Linked DNA regions of Sus scrofa: region 1 is linked to region 2. The links are chromatin contacts, called in public Hi-C maps. All regions are on one chromosome and are shown on one strand. Each heading gives the region's core, a stretch centred on a gene start, on an enhancer-like site or on the middle of the called end of the contact. The rest is flanking DNA. Distances are from core to core; before and after follow the strand shown.

What was found. A called contact is a pair of places that touch in the nucleus more often than the background predicts.
Region 1: a contact with region 2 is called in a Hi-C map of liver, with 5 times the contacts expected there. The contact joins the enhancer-like site here to the promoter of ZBTB20 in region 2. A contact is called at or near these places in 1 of 5 promoter capture datasets (liver), 7 of 47 Hi-C or Micro-C datasets (fetal heart ventricle, liver, mesenteric adipose tissue and 2 more) and 2 of 2 datasets of contacts at active chromatin or transcription factors (alveolar macrophages and skeletal muscle).

The regions. Positions count from the first base shown.
Region 1 is chr13:144,924,412-144,927,130 of Sscrofa11.1, reverse strand. The region is part of intron 2 of ZBTB20 (zinc finger and BTB domain-containing protein 20); the gene reads right to left. Among named protein-coding and RNA genes, the nearest start is that of ZBTB20, 70 kb to the right of the region's middle. Within about 2 kb of position 1,255, at least 3 of the 83 cell types and tissues checked have an H3K27ac peak or open chromatin away from gene starts, as enhancers often do. A contact at or near this core is called in liver, where this site is marked.
Region 2 is chr13:144,854,366-144,857,104 of Sscrofa11.1, reverse strand. ZBTB20 (zinc finger and BTB domain-containing protein 20) reads right to left here and starts at 1,284. Exons shown (of 10, transcript XM_021071270.1): 1 at 1,089-1,284.

The sequences.
Region 1 (2,719 bases), core at 6-2,505, 70 kb before region 2:
TGATTAATGCTCAAGATGATATAAGCAACAATAGCTCTTTCTATAATCCCAGTGTTCAACCTATTGTCCAGCAGCTTCATAGGCCTATAGAATGGGGGTCAATTACATACAGCAATACAAGTGTGCACCCTACAGGTGTGCTAAGTAACAAGGGTCTAAGAGCTCTGTCTGTAGTGCATAATGCATATTGGAGAAGAAATGGTAGAGAACAGATTTTTAAATCTTCATGAAATAGAATTTTTAAATATTTTAATATATGACATCAGCATTAATATAAAATTTAAATGGAAGCAAAAATATACTGAATTTTATTTTAATTCAGTGTTATACAACATGCTCATAACTGAACAAAATTTAGTGGACATTCTCTGAGAAACTAAAACATGCTAATATAAATATTCTTAGCAAATGAAGTGTTAAAATTAAAAAATTAAAAAATAAATTACACGATAATAAAATAAGACCAAACACAATAAAAGGATACTTAAAGATGAGCAAGAGTTATTTCTAGTAATTGCCAACTTGTAACAATTTAAAGTAAAACTGAAATTACCATCTTTATGAAGATTTTGTGTAGACTTTGCATAGTTCAGTGATAATTATTATAGTACTATTTATGACTTGCAAATATTCTGATTTACCAGATTTATCAAACAAAATTAAAACATGGCCCTTACAAGAAAGACTACAGAGCTGAGGAAACAAAAATTTGAAAGCCTAAAAAAATAGTGGTTGCCTGTCATATCACAATAGCACTCTATGCTTTAAAAATATATTAGTTTTCAATTAGTAAACACTTAGATATTTGTTTATAGATCATTAATAGCCTAACATAATCTGAGAACCAAAAATTAAAGTATGTGCAACCACTGCCAAATGAAGATCAATTTGATTTTTATTTTTAAACCTCTAAATTTATAGATCAGTGAGGAAATGTGAGATTTATAAAAAAAAAAAAAAACAACTTACAATGATACTTTAAAGAATATATTGCATTAAGATAGACTCCTAAAGATGAGAGAAGTATGGAAAAGGAGGAGGCAGGAAATAAATAATCTTGGGTAAACATCAAAAGAACCACATCTATTATCAGTCTTCTGTGCTGCAGACAGCTTCGCAATGATCCATTGACATATGACCTTGAGAGAACTAGCAAAAAGTACAAAAACAGGTTGAGACTTAGAACCCACCTTCCCTCTCAAAAATGCTACATCACAAACTGCAAAGATTAGGTGGCCAAATTTCAACATCAAAGGTACACTTGGCATTTGATCCAGATCTGAGAAACATAGTCTTTGTTTTCCAATAAAAGCTAGTAAGCTGAGGTTTACTTAACTCTTTCCTGTTTTTGAGCTTCTCAAGGATTACTGAAATTGGAGACTACATATGAAAAAGATAGTTCATCATTTCCAAAAAGATATTCATCCAGATTGCCCTCCAATCCGTGAAATCTGAGATGCCTAAGGAGTCTTCTTTGTGAAAGTCTTATAAATATATCCAAAGATGGTGAGTCCCATATGGCTCTGATAAATGAAACCCGTTATTGTGAATTTCAAGCTCTTCTTTAAAACAAAACACTATTGGGTGGATTGGTGCTCATGAAATAAAGCACTAATTGCGTGGCCTAACAACACTCTGAATCCTCTCCCTAGCAGACATTTTAAGTTGTGCCAAATTGGTTTTGGGATGTGAACAAATATTCTGGAGCCAGACTCTCACATGCACGCACTACTCCCTGGAAGTAAGTTGGACACTCTTGGAAACTGCATTAACTCTTTCAGGCCACCAGGGAACCTAATGCTCACTAAGAGAAAAAAAAGTCTGCTTTTAAGATAAAAATAAGTCATTCAGTCCCAAGTCAAACTCAAGTAAAAGGTAAAAGAGCAAAAACTGATTTTTGGCCAGTTCAGCAAAAAAGTATCCATAGATATTAGATAGCCTCTATATCCCAATGGATGCTTACTCAAATGTATCCAGATAATCTTTCCCTATGTGTGCATAATTTCCAAGACATTAATAAGAGCTGTATGCATTCAAAAGAGGAGAATTCATTTCGAGCTTAATATGCCACATTTGCCTCTGGCAGAGTGATAAGAAACTTTTGTTTCTTTGGTAACCACTTTCACCATATTATAATAGAAAACTTATTGAGTTTATGTTTCACCACATGAAATACAATTCCTACGCTAGAATTTTTTCCTATGGTTGTCCCATCCTGGTTCAGAAAGATGCCTACAAACCTGGAACTGCATATTTAAATGGTAATTAATATAATCCCAGCTCTCTCTCTCTCTCATTCAAGTACAAGAGTTAATAAAAATACTTTTTAGAAATAAATGTAAGAAAAAATTTATAACTACCAGCTTCTTCCTTTTTTCTTTTTCTTTCAAGTACAAGAATTAATAAAAATACTTTTTAGAAATAAATGTAAGAAAAAATTTATAACTACCAGCTTCTTCCTTTTTTCTTTTTCTGTCTTTTTCTTTTTTCAGTCTTAATTTCTTCAGGAGCAAAGTAATATTTTTTTTTAGGAACACGTGTTACCTTTTTAGGGAATTTTAATTAAGCATTTTATTTGCAGTATACTGAAAATAGCATTTCCCCTTTTAGCTCACTGATAAATATCCTAGTTTATATTTGTCCCCAAGATTACTCCAATTCCACTAACTATAATTTAACACTTTTAGGTCACTGTCATTCTGTGGCTGTCACTCTCCCT
Region 2 (2,739 bases), core at 35-2,534:
TTGGAAAACTGTCACCCTGCTACTGACCCCATTCAACTGGGTTCAGCGTTAAGAGATCAGCGGATTACCGTGCTAGGTAGCGTAGCTGTACGCCATATTGTGTTTTTCGCTAATGTTTATAGTTTATGTGTGTGCCTAGCATATGTTTGTGCAAGTGTGTTTATCAATATAACTTTTAGAAAATCCCTTCCTCCTGCCTCTTCAGCATCCTTAAAAAGGATAACAGCTTCGGGAGGGGCGGGGCATGAGGCGGGTGGTGGGAGGTGACCAGAACGCCACCCGGACAGAAATGCATTAAACAATGTAAAAGAGAGTGCGTTTCTTTTAAACTTTCAAAAAGCATCCAACCATTTTATCTCAGCTATGAAAAAGAGCAAACATATTTTAATATTTCCAAAGGGGCCCAAAGGAAGAGAGAAAGAAGGAAAGGTGTGTCTTCCCTTCCCAAGCCCCCTCCTCTACAGTCGCAGCAGCGAAGCAGGCGGCGGCCGGTAGCTCCCGCGTCTTGAGGGGCGTCCAGCGGCTCTGGGGCCAGGACCCCTCCCGCCCCCCAGTTCTCTGAAGACGCTCCAGAGACCGCCAGAGCCACGGCAAGTGGGGAAGGGCGAGGAGGGAGGGGACGGAAGACAAGCGGGCGCCTCTAGCAGCTCCTGAGCCCCGGCTAGTCCCCCTCAGCTCCTCTTCTTGGAAGCGGCAGCTCCAGGCGCGGGGAGTAGAGAGAAGAAGGCAGAAGACACGTTTCCAGCTGCGGGACGCCCCGCCCGCCCTAGGACCCCGGACCCTCCCGCGCTCCCTCCCTCCGCGCCTGGTCGGGCGAGGCCGCCGCAGCCGCTTGGAGCGAGGAGGGGCGCCCGGGGGAAGGGGGCGCGGAGGGGGGACGCCTGGGGGAGGGGGCGTTCGCTTGGCCCGCCAACGGCCCGCGAGCTCGCCACTCTAACTCGCTCCCCCAACCCCACCCCGCGCCCCTCCTTTCCCGTCCCGCCACCCCCAACTCCTAGCGCCTCGCAGACGCCTGGTCCCCCACGGCATGCACACACCCCTCCCTCCCGCCCGCCAGCCCCACAACAAATTAGAGTTTTTGGCGTTACCTCCTCGCGCTCTTTAATCTTCTTTCCTCAACTCCTAAACTTCCCCCGCCCCTACTTCTTCGGCAAAAAGCCCACATTGGCCGCCTCACGCCGCGAACCCTCTATCTTTTCCTACTATTCGGTTTCCCTAATGCCACTCTTGGCTTCAGTGAGCCAATAAGAATGGGACGCCCCTCGTGAAGTTGCCGCCCATAAACAAAATACACTCTTCCTCCTCCCCTCACCTGTCCCCGCCCCCATTGCCTCTTCCCTCATCTCTACCACCTTCGATTGGACTAGAAAAGGCCCAATCCGCTATCTCAGACACCCATTGGGGCACGGAAACTTCGCTCAGAGAACTGTTAACAGGCAATTGGTCAGCAATCTTCCCACTTCCCCCCCACCTCTGCCGCACATTCGCCCACTCTGGAGAGGTCAGTCATATCTCGTTGTTCAGTGATCCGAGAGATGGGATTCTATTGGTTGAGAGAGCCCGTCAGACCGGACTGGAGTGAGCCATGATTGGTCAACACAAACACGATCAAGTGTGGTTGTCTACTCCTCCGATCCTCCTTTTTTTCTCCACGCCCCTGCCCCCTCCCGCCTGCTTTTACTTTCTACGCATTTCTATTTCCTCCTTTATTTATTTATTTGTGATAAACTTAAATGACCCGGCGACGGAGGCGGGACTCGAGACGAGGACGAAGATGACGAGGGACGGCCGGGGGCCAATTGCCGAGGGGGCTGCCGCGTGAGGGGCAGCGGCGTTGGCCAGTGAGAGGCAGGTGTCTGGAGCGCTCTAGGCCTATGGAGCCGGGATGCCCCAGCGGAGGCGGCGGTTACCCGCTGTCTGGCGCGGCAGGCTGGCGGGGGGGTAGCCACGGGAGGCGAGAAGCGGGGTGTCTCTGTCGCCGACAGCTGAGGCGGCAGGAGAAATATGGATGAGGGGCGGTGTGAGAGAAAACGGGAGAGAGGGTCTGCCGAGGCGGCGGCGCTCAAGGCCACGCTGGGTCAGGCTTGATTCCTGAGGAGTGGGGTGCAGGTTGCCAAGCCGGGAGGTCACCAGAGGCCGCTGAAGCAGTGCCAGTGCTCAATGGGAAAATGTGTTCGTTCAGGAGGTTTAGAAAAATACTATGTAAAACAGTTTGGAGTAAGCTGCCCTTAATATAAATGAGGATATTATTCTAGCGGGAAAAGCAGATTACTAAACGCCTGAAGTACCTACGACCCAACCGGAGCCTACAAAATTGAATATCCTGAGGGGTAAACCGAAGGAACAAATAAAGCAACACGGAAAATTAAATGCGGGTCAGATGCTTCAGTAAAACCTTCATCCTCATCCATTTGTCACTCAACATAGCACTTCCCAGAGACATATTCTTACCAAGAGTTGGTCCAGTACCCAGGCATTAGGGGGAAAAAAAAAAAAAAAAAAAAAGAATGAAGCTTAAAGCCGGCAGGAAGCTCAGGAAAGATTCCTAAAAAGGACTAAATGAAAAAATAAATAAATAAATAAATCTGCAGAATAAAAAATTGCCATAATTAGGGAATTCAGAAATAATTTATCACAAAATAAGAGACTTCATTAAGAATGCCATATGTACAAAAATATATTTGCAATGTGAAAATAATTTTTTTTATGGGACATGCTTTTGATGTGTTATTTCCAATA